3 separate regions of the Mus musculus genome follow, and all the other regions are linked to region 1. The links are chromatin contacts, called in public Micro-C and promoter capture Hi-C maps. All regions are on one chromosome and are shown on one strand. Each heading gives the region's core, a stretch centred on a gene start, on an enhancer-like site or on the middle of the called end of the contact. The rest is flanking DNA. Distances are from core to core; before and after follow the strand shown. Region 1 holds the start of Mme (membrane metallo endopeptidase). Region 2 has its middle 59 kb from the start of Strit1. Region 3 has its middle 110 kb from the start of Gm40064.

Region 1 (3,583 bases), core at 393-2,892:
AAGACAAACAAAACAACAACAACAACAACAAAAAATCAAGTCCAAAACACAACAAATATTTTTGAGAGCTTGAACGAAAGAAGAAAAAATCCAAGGGCGTGCAGCTACACTCCCTCAGCGCCAATCTGCCGATAGCAGAGCAGCTTCCAAAAGCTGGCGCTGCAAGTCAGTTACTAGTTTTCAGTTTAATAAAATCCATGTGAGCCGCTTATGGGCATGGAATAGACTTGACCGAGAGGCTCAGAGGAATACCGGTTTATAGTTACTCTCATTTTTAAAGAGTATAAATAGATCAGGATAGGTTAAGTAAGAAAGGGTCTTTAAAAACTTCCATCTACTAAAGAACACCCCCACCCCGCGCCAGCCAACCCTTTGGCAGATTTAAGCATGAATTATATAATAGGAAGCCAAGGTTCGAAGCACGATGAAGAGGTGGGATTGTGAAAAGACATTTAGGTTAAGAAAATTTAAAACTAGGAAAGTGAGTTAATTGAGGAGAGAATCCGATAGAAACTAAAATGAAAACAAACCTTGTTTTTTAAAATAAAAACAGTGTCTGTACAGCGGAATGGCCAATTCCCAGCCCCCAAATGAACCCCGGTGCAATTTGGCAGCGCTGCTCTCGGTCACCAAACAGAACTCCTGGGCGGAGGCTGCAGGAAGCTATGAAAATGAACCTGGAGGTGACCTGACATCACTCCCAGGGTCCTCCTCCAGGTCGCCTTCTCGGCCCCTTCCCCTCCCCACATTCTCAGGTCCCAGTGGCGGCTCCCGCCCAGGACACGCCTCCTCCTCCCGCGGCGACCAGGCACCAGGAGCCCGCTGCGCGCGGGACCTCGGCCTCTGCCCTTGCTTAGCGCGTCCCGGCCCCCGCCCGCTCTGTCCTCCTGTTGCCCGTCCCACCGACTCCCGGCGCCCCGGGGACACTGGTGCCCCGCTCCCGGTGCCCGGTTGTTCGCTCTCCGGTGACTCACCAGTGGGATTGGGGAGAAGTTGGAGGCGACTGAGCAGACACATCCCGACCAATGAGCGCACCGGCCAGGGCGGCCGCAGGCAAAGTAGCCCCCAGCCCGGGCGAGCGCCCACCGCTCTGTGCGGTCCCCAGGGTGCGCCCCGGCGCCGAGCGCGCGGAGGGGGACGAAGCCAGAGTCCCGGGAGGTTCCAGGCCCCACTCGGGCTCCGGGCGGGTGAGCGCCCGGGAAGCCCGCATTCCTTGGACCCTCACCCCGAGACTCACCCCTCGCCTTAGCCGCTCTGCAGCTTACGCCTGCACTCCGTCCAGCTCCTCCACTTGCACATCTCCGCGCCCTGCGCGCCTCGCGCTCACCCCCCGCCTCGCCGCACAGGACCAGCCGCGAGAGCAGTTCCCTGGGTGACCTGAAGGTTTCCGCCAGGTCTCCCAAATCCTGTCACACCGTGTAAAGGGGCGGAGGGGGCTCCCTCTCCCAGTTCGTCCCCCACCTTGCCCTTCCCAAAAGGGCTTCGCCAGACATTCTTGGAATTGTTTAGCTTTGTGGCTTTCAAGACAACAATACACTGTCTCTCTGGGATTGTGTAGTGCTGATTGCAGGCTCTCATTCTCTAACTGACTAAGACCAGAATGCTTCTCTCTCACATACTCTTGCTCTCTCCGTTTTCCCTCGTCCTTCACTCTCCTTCCCTTCTTTTCAATGTCTTCTTTTCTTCATCCTTCCCTCCTCTCCTCCCCCCCCCCCCAGTCTATGTGTGTCTCTTTCTCTTAAACTTAAGGCATTGAATTTGTCAAAGATAGAAGTTTGTCTTTGTGCAGAGGCAAGTATTTCATGGAAATTACCTTTAGCCGCTATTGTAACCAAAGAACTCAGAAAGGCTAAACTTTTCTGCCCCGCCCCCACCCCTGCCCCAGGATTTCAATGTAGTCATTCAATGTCAAGTACATATAGAGTTGGAATACTAATCCTTCTCCTGTTTGGAATCACAAGTTTTGAACACCACACATGCTCCATAAGTGCGAGCATGCTCACAGGACTTGAACTTGAAACGATCTTTGAGCATTAAAATGCCTTACTCCTTTGCCCTAACCAACTTTATGCTTTTTTTTAATGGTTAAAGAAACACAAACAAACAAACAAACAAAAAGCTAAGACAAGAACAGGAAATGTATGTTAGTGAAATTATGAGTATCATGGAAAGACATTTCAAGACAAAGTAACTCAATTGATGTGCGTAAGTTCAACGCACACCTTCAAACGGAAGTGCCCACGCTTCTTTCTTCCTCTGTGGGTATTACAAGCACATCTTTGTCCTCATGGCTAGACTAACAGAGATGTGTGACCTCTCACTGATAAGCATAGGCAGCTTGGCAAGCACTCTGGGAAGCATCTCAAATGGAATTTGAACCCAGGTCATCTTGCCTCCGATTGTTTTGCAGAGGATCAATGCACAGAAGAGAGAGTTACTCAAATTCTCTTGGGAAGAAAGCTAGATTTTCCTCCCCAACACCGGTGTGCTTAGTTTTTATTATATTTTACTTAAATTTTCAAAACATCTAAATTTTACAATAAAACGAGTTGGGAAAATATGTGTATGTATATATAGATACAGATAGGGAGAGAGAGAGGAAGGGAGAGAGGGCACTAGTTCTCAAACTTTCCATATTCAACCACTAGCATTAAAAGTTTAATGCATTTCTGATTAGTATAGTAATGTTTGGTCAGAATATTACAAAAAAAAAATCACGTTTCAACTAGAAATAAAAATTAAGCTCATGTGTGTGGCTATAGCCTACTTAACGTTTCTCATTTGATTTGTTTTATTTTCATTAAAGTTTTAAACATATTACTCTTTTAAGGCTATCTAGCATATCCACAAGATTCAAGAATATCTCTTTCACCTAAAGGAGGTGGTTGACCTGGGGCCTTAACGCCTTAGCATGATAAGTATTTGAGCAGCCATTGAGCAATACTCTTAGCCCTGGAGAATGTTTTGATAACAACAGAAACTAGGTTACGATTATTTATTACAGCTATCAACCTTGAGCTGAAAATTGATTTTTTTCTCAATTAAAGAGTCATTAATGAAAAACCTTTTCAGACTAGTTAAGAACAATGTAATAGTTTTATTTCAGTCTCATTACAAGTCGGAGAAATTTTTATAGAGAGTCAATTCAAATATTCACTCCTGTTAAGAACATTTTGCTAGAAAAATAATTTAGAATGCTTGTCAAAAGGAAGTAAAAACCCTGAAATCATCATCAGACTTTGATTTTCAGCTTATGCTTTGGACATGCAGCAGTATGGGCAGATACCTTGTTTAATACAAGCCTTTTTTTTTCTTTTTTTTTTTTTTCTTTTTGGTTTTTTTGAGACAGGGTTTCTCTGTATAGCCCTGGCTGTCCTGGAACTCACTTTGTAGACCAGGCTGACCTGGTCCTCCTGCAAGTACTGGGATTAAAGGTGTGCGCCACCAGGTCCGGCTTTAATACAAGTCTTAATCTCACTAAAGTTCATTAGAAACATAAAGGTTTTGTTAAGAATACTAAGTCTTTTCCCTGAGGAGGTTATGCAACTTTGAAATCATTTCTCTTTTAAGGGTCTTAAAGGAG
Region 2 (3,583 bases), core at 552-3,051, 250 kb before region 1:
TGACTATAGATTGGAGCTGATGGGGTGGCACAATGAGGAAATGAAGTATGTGCTACCTATTCACACATGCTATATCATGGCTCGGTATGCTTGGCAATAGCAACCTCATGATTGGTATTGGTTACTACCTGGTATTTCATGGTTAAGTATTCCTTCTCTACAGAACACCATGGTTAATGGAACAGATGACCATGCTCCAGAAACCCACCAGTTGTCATCTTTTTTTGAACTTGCTACATCACATGGCATATTTTCTAACCAGCAATATTTCTTATAGTCTTTTGGTTTACAGGTCCCAAGGGGCAAGGCTGCCTTCCTTCCGTGGTCTGGATACTGCAGACCTCTCCTTTGCTGGTTACCCTGCAAGTTTAGCAGCTTTTGTGTTGTTTGGAATAGGAGCTAGAGCAGCATTTCCAGACACCATGGAGGAGTGTTGCTTACTGGGTTGCTCATCATGGCTAGCCCAGCCTGCTTTTTATACAAACCAGACTCACCAGCCTTTCCAGAGTGAATTGAGCCCTCCCACAGCAATCATTAATCAAGAGAATGCACCACAGACTTGCCTCAAAACCAATCTGATGGGAATATTTTCTTAACTGAGATTCCCTCATTCTAGGTGACTCTAGTTATATCAAGTTGACAAAAAACCAAACCAAACCAAATCAAACCAAACCAACAAAAACAACAATAACACTCTAACTGGTCCACTTGGAATTATGGGATGCTTATCTCATTCTTTCTCTCACTTTCTGGATGCCATGATGATCTTCCTCACTATAGGTCCAAGGTAACATAGCTAACTAACAACCATGCAGAGAAACTTCTAAAATTATGAGCCCAAACAGATATTTCATCTATATAAATCATCTCAGGTATTTATTAAAGTAATGAAGAACTCACTAACACAAGGATAGAAGGGCAGAAGATGTTAGAATTTATTTGATACTTCTGGTATGGCCTTTAAAAGCTCTTGTAAGGCTTAGCAGGGTCTCCAGTATGCAGTGCCTCTCACTCGTTCATCCCAATCAATGCAGTGTTACAGGATTAATGAATCAAGGTGTGTCATCTGAAGCATATGGCTTGGGAGTGAATTATGCCATCAGTAAGAGAGTTGGTACAGTTCTGGGGATAAAAACCTAAATATATGCTGCTGTCTATTTCATAGGAATGCAAATGGTTTCTGGTCCTCTTTTCTGGTTAGAATAAAAAAGATGGTATTTGACAAATTCATAGCCATGTTCCATATGCCAGAGGCTATGAAAATCTGTAGAACAAAAAATGCCACATCAGCTGGAATTGAGACTTCTGTGGGAATGGATTTTCAGTAGTATGTTCTAGGATCTGTTCAGTTTCTGTAGAGGCTAGACAGGAGAGATAAATAAAGAGGCGATGACTCTTTTCCATCCTCAGAGTGCGATTGCTTTTGCCATCTCCTGCTCTTCCCAGTCATACATTTGATGCATTTTTCTTACTTCATTTGGGAAGCAGCTCCTGAAGCTTCTGTTTGCTCTACTGCGCCACACACGATATCCCATTCCACAAGCCAAGGACTCAAAGTTAGTGTTATATACGCTGACAATGAAATTAATCCATTATACCATTTTCAATTAGGTTTAGACACATTTGTGTTGTTTACAGACCCAGTTGACTCTAATATTCTTCCCTTCTATTCCCCCATATGCTCAGAGTGGATAATTCCCATGTGTGAGAATGTCAACTCTGATCTTGTGCCTATGTCTATCAAGGAACATTCCACACGGAATTAAACAAAACAAAACAGCAGTGACTTATTTGCCTTTGAGTATGTTTCACAAACACAGAGCAAACATCACAGGAATGCTGTGGGTGGAGACACACAAGCTCTAGAAGGGGAGGGTTGGGGTTGAACTCAGTCTTTGTTTCCTTTTTCTGTTACAGTGACAAAATTCCTGACAAAATCGGTTTGAGAAAGAGAAGGTTCATCCTTTAAGGGTACAATCTGTCCGTCATGGCAGAACAATCTAGAGGCAGCTGGGCCCATGGACTCTTTGGACAGGAAACAGAGGTGAAGGCTGTTGCTCTGCTGTCTTTCTCCCCTTTGTCCAGTCCATCAGCTCCTGTGGTATCACCATGTACGATGTGTCTTTCTGCATCACTTAATGTAATCCAAAAAATTCCTCTCAGACATGCCTGGAGGTTCATTTCCTTAGTGATTCTGAGTCTTGTTGGCAGTCAAGATTAACCATCACAAAGACTACTATTCTGAAATTTGTATAAACAGTGCATTCCTGGAGTGGATTCTATGGGGATTTAAATGAAAAAAAGAGAGAGAGAGTGAGAGGGGGAGATCAGATAATAATCAATAGGAGTGCAGTGCTATTTCTATTTCAGAAACAAATAGCCTACCCCACTCCAAGAATTCTAGACATTTTTATTAAAAACAAAACCAAGCATCATAGGAAGTGACTAGTTCAGAATTGACAGACACATTTCCAAGAGAAATGAGGATGTGAATGAATAACAAGAAGGAGTAAACTGTTGATTAATTTCACTTCTAAGTGCATTTGCCCTTGACAGTTGTAATAAATATTTTCATCTAACACAAAGTTTTTTGCTGTCTGTTTGGCTCTTAAACTGGTTCCTCCAAATAGAATTAAGTGTTCTAGTTTTTTTCAACAAAAACATATTAATATTAAGCAGAAAGTTATTTTCTCTTCAGTAGCTATAAATGTTGACATCGTTTATCATGTTTTATTTTCTGAAAGCCTGAACAGCAGATATTGTTTGAACATAATACTAGCAGTTTTCAAAATCCTGACTAATGCTTGTATGCATATGTGATATATGCACACACATATTTAAAATTCAATATTTGGAAGGAAACCACATATATTTTCAGAAAGTTTGAGTCTCTCAGCTCTGGCTTCAGCTGAACTGAGAAGCAGCTAGCAAGTCCTGGCTCTCTTGCCCTTGGTTGCCTTTCACAGTGACTGGGGCCCTTGGCATTGGGATGCTTGGTGTGTCTTTTAGATCACCAGCATAGCAAGAACAAGAACCTGGGTACCACCCATAGCACCAAAGATGAAGGAGGGAGATGAAGAGGAGGAGGCAAAAGAGGAGAGAATGAGGCATTAAAGATGGTCAGAAAATTGGAAGTTTACCTCTCAGGGATTTGCTTCATGTAATAAATCAGAATATCTGGAAGACGGAGTTGTAAACAGATTCGGAATCACAGGTTTCTTTCAACAATCTCCATAATTTCATGGCTTCCGTCATGGTTGCCAGGCGCTTGTGCAGGTGCCTGCATGCATATACTTGGTCCGTAGTTTTGATCTGGTAGGTATTAAATGATACTATGTCTTGCTGTTCTCAATGTCCCTTCTCAGCAGTCTTTACTCTGTTCTACTCAGAGCAAGGGCAGGACATACTTTGGGTCAGATGAATCAATAAATTGGGTTTCAGACAAAGTGACAAAACGGAATGGTATTCTGAAAATAAGGACAAAGTCTTGTTCTTCCTTAGCATTGGTTCCACCCAGTGATTGATAGTGTAGGATGGTATAAATATACCCTATGATGTTCACACAATGACAAAATTGCCTAAC
Region 3 (3,583 bases), core at 371-2,870, 160 kb after region 1:
TATCCATTGTTCTATTACCAAAGAGAAACACAATGCTACCAATTAAAATGTATTCCTACATAGCACTTAGATCAAAATGTTTATATTTACAAAAAGAATTCTTCTAGACTGACTACAACCTTAAAAATCATTTGATGTGCTTGGATAGGTAAAAAGGAGAAATGATAATACCTTATTAAACTTTTTTTTTTTAACATCAGAGTCTGGTGTTTTTGTCTTACTTTCAGATTACAATTGTGTTGTCTGTTGTGCATACAATACTACCTTTCCAGCCATTAAGAATCATGGATACAGCATCTCTTTAAATATTTCGCCTATATTATCTATGGCCCTGCCTCCTTAACAGGGCTTACTAGGAGGCATCCACATATTTCCAGAACACACCATACCATAAAGGTTTATGGTTATGACTACAGTCACCTCTCAGACTGTATTAAAATTGCATTGAGCACCCAACTGTTGCTTTGGAAGTTACAATGAAATACTGAACATATCATGAAAAATGAATATTTTCTTCCTGATGGTTCTATGTCCATGTTTTCCAGGCGACACAATTACTTTTTCTTTTCAATAAGCAGTAATCCTATACTCTTTTAAAAAGACATAGTAGAATGTGATTCAACTCAGTACACCTAATGTGACAGAGGCATTTAACTCAATCAAAGAGAGGACAATATGAAAGCTATGGCTGAGTTTGCCAGGGCTTTGGCAGTGCCTGGCTGACTGTAAGGGTAACTAAACATTCTAAAGTGTATCCTGGCATCAGACATTTTCATCATACATCAATCTTTTTAGAGCAGACTCACACTTTAGTTGAGTGATTTGAGCTACTTTAGCCCATGATTAATGTTTATTCCTGGGAGAAACACTAAGCCTCCTTAAAGCTGCAACACTTAAATCCACTGAATTGAAAGGATTTATCTGTCTGCACAGAAATTGTAACAACCCATTGACTAATTCAGCTATCTCATCAAAGACTTTACTAATTATCTACGTCATTCACCTGATGGATTGTTTATGTTGCACTCTGCATTATAGGTTCTGAATTTGTTGACTGCCAGATATTCCTTACAGAAACATTTTGGGTTAAAGTCTTCAATATGCTCATTTTGGAAGATCAGGGAACAGAGACACAGAAAAGACAGTAAGCTGCAGAAAAGGAATCAAGCTGGTACATCTAGCTCAACTATGTAAAGTCTGAGCTTTCACCATACACCATTCTGCTCCTCAGCAAGTGATGTTATTTTGGCTACACTTCTAGTTTTCAGAAGATCTCATAGTTGATTAGAGAAATAATCCACTAAAATGTTCCAGGCTGTGAAAGCATATTAGAGGGGGGAAAAAAAACCCCAACAAATCTGAATTAAAACAAACAAACCAAGTGGGCTAGTCAAGTTCTTTGGCATGAGTAGAACCAGCTGAAGAAAATGTGGCCCCATCAGAACCTTCAGCAAATCTTTGTAATAAATGCAACTTGGCAAGCACACACCGTCAGGACAAGAACTACTTTCCAGTACCACTGGAAGGAAATCGCTGGCAGGGGCTGTGGAAATATGGTGAGCAGTAATTACCCAGTAGAGGGGGAATCTAAACTGGGACTCGTTAGATGCCAAGCAAAACTATTACAATGAAACTTGAGTAGAACAGTATAAACTTAAACTGTGGGCCAGGCTCATTCTCTGCTATTGTATATACAAGGGTGAAGTTGACTCACCAAGTACATTCTGATGCCAGCTCTTTTTCAGAATGAGAACCGGGTAAACACGAAACCGAATTGCCCGAAACAGATGTGTTTTAGAGAATTTAAACATTGGATCCTTGTTTACCTGAAAGACGGCGTGAAATGTCTGTTGGCCAGATGTGAATGAATCTTAAGAGGTTTGGACACAGTTCTAAGAAATACAATACATGGAACCTAGCAGAGCGCTTTACACATTATAAAACATGTGATTATATTTCTTTTCTAATAAGTTGGAAGTGAAACTCAGGGTTATCAAAGAGGGAGGTGTTAGGTCTGGGAGAGGAATGTGGTTGGAGAGGAAGCCAGAGACTGATCCTCCTTCAACCAGAGTTAATGAGAGATGGGCAGAGAAGTGTGTATGAGGGATTGGAAAGAAAGCTTTGGCCTGCCCGGGAACAGAAGTTTGTTCTTTAAGGTATCCTACATCAGAGTGTGGAAGGACAGGGGTGGAGATATGATGTTTTCTTGTATTTCTGTCTGAAGCAGGTATTTTAAAGGTCCCAAGACCACTCCTAGATAAGGGGCATCTGGAAGAAAACCAGGCCAATTAATGTGTAATGTGAGAATGGGGGCTTGTTCTGCCTGCAGGCATCAGGTTGGGGTTTTGATATCAGAAAGGAAGATCAATCTGCGAGGCAGCAGACAAGATGACTTGGCTTCCGTGAAACTGTGAGGGAGAACGTCCCTGCATGGGGTGGATTGTTCTGGGTTCTGCTCCCACTCTGGCTGTAGGGATCTGTGAAAGTTTCTTAATCTGGGTTTCACAAGAATGGACCTTTCTCTGCATTGATCAAACTTCACTAGGAAGTTAACTGAGCACGGCTTCAAACAGAGAAAACACATCTTTATATTCTGGAAACAAAATCAAAGCTTGGTTGACATAAAAATATACAGTGACTAAAAAGAGCCAATGGGCAGGTGCTTCCTTTATAACCACAATAAGGCAGGCCTCCACAGTATCACAGGAGGGATGTGACCAGCCAAGCATCAGCATCACAGAAGGCTGAGAAAGCATCTCTTTTCAGTTCTCTCACTTTGTGGGCTTCCACAACGAAAGTATTTGGATCTGACTATACATGTCTGTAGAAGGTGACTTCACTTGAGTTGGGTTTCAGAATCAAGCCCATGGCTGTCATTTTACTGCCTGGGTATGGAATGAACCACATTTAACAATTTCCCCCACTTTTGTCTCAATTTAGCAACGTGGCACATCATTTTTCACATACAGCTTTTATTTAATTCAAGTTTAATGAGTTCTTTCCCTATTTTGTTAATAAAGAAACTGACATTATTAGTTTGAGGCCCTTTTTCTTTTCTAAAATCATCATGGTTGTTACAGCTTTGTGCCTATTCTTACCCAGTTCAATATATTTTATTGGATATATATTATATATCCATCAATGTATATTATATGCTTTGGTTCCCTTTTTATTTATGAGTTATATAAAAGTTTATAATTAACTTACATATATTAGTCATTGCTAAAATATATTTCCTTATTTGTTCTCATTTAATTCCATGTGTTTATAGAGCTCAACATTCCCTAGAAACTTGTAGAGTTAGTTGGCTAATGCTTGTTCTGGGTTCAGGGTCATGTCTTGTTCCCTTTCTGTTTCTGGGGCAGCAGTCACACTGTCCCCACCTGCACTTGTGACCTTGTGTATTTCAGTCTTCTATCTTGGTTCTTCACTGCATTTGTCTATTTTGTTTATGACTTTCAAAATTTAACTCAGGTTAATTGGTTGTTTGATTGATGGCTTCTGGTTTTCTTCTGGTCCTTCTGTTATCTTTTAGAGCTAATTTCTATTGTGATTCTAATTACTTTTTTCGCTTTAGAACTTT

The links. Promoter capture Hi-C pulls out the DNA fragments that hold promoters and counts their contacts. Hi-C and Micro-C count contacts between places; a contact is called where the count stands out from the background.
Region 2: a promoter capture Hi-C map of liver shows a contact between it and region 1, with 4 times the contacts expected there. The contact joins the enhancer-like site here to the promoter of Mme in region 1. A contact is called at or near these places in 10 of 39 promoter capture datasets (the 3T3-L1 cell line, 3T3-L1-derived adipocytes, cranial neural crest and 5 more), 37 of 484 Hi-C or Micro-C datasets (the AML12 cell line, the STO cell line, Sertoli cells and 19 more), 5 of 115 datasets of contacts at active chromatin or transcription factors (embryonic forebrain, epiblast stem cells, fibro-adipogenic progenitors and 2 more) and 1 of 9 other capture datasets (adipose tissue).
Region 3: a Micro-C map of palatal mesenchyme shows a contact between it and region 1, with 2.3 times the contacts expected there. The contact joins the enhancer-like site here to the promoter of Mme in region 1. A contact is called at or near these places in 3 of 39 promoter capture datasets (the 3T3-L1 cell line and liver), 3 of 484 Hi-C or Micro-C datasets (liver, palatal mesenchyme and uterus), 1 of 115 datasets of contacts at active chromatin or transcription factors (embryonic forebrain) and 2 of 9 other capture datasets (adipose tissue and liver).

The regions. Positions count from the first base shown.
Region 1 is chr3:63,293,270-63,296,852 of GRCm38.p6, reverse strand. It overlaps Mme (membrane metallo endopeptidase), which reads right to left and starts at 1,642. Exons shown (of 23, transcript NM_001357335.1): 1 at 1,238-1,642.
Region 2 is chr3:63,541,424-63,545,006 of GRCm38.p6, reverse strand. No RefSeq gene overlaps it. Among named protein-coding and RNA genes, the nearest start is that of Strit1, 59 kb to the right of the region's middle. Within about 2 kb of position 1,801, at least 6 of the 459 cell types and tissues checked have an H3K27ac peak or open chromatin away from gene starts, as enhancers often do.
Region 3 is chr3:63,135,923-63,139,505 of GRCm38.p6, reverse strand. No RefSeq gene overlaps it. Among named protein-coding and RNA genes, the nearest start is that of Gm40064, 110 kb to the left of the region's middle. Within about 2 kb of position 1,620, at least 37 of the 459 cell types and tissues checked have an H3K27ac peak or open chromatin away from gene starts, as enhancers often do. A contact at or near this core is called in palatal mesenchyme and uterus, where this site is marked.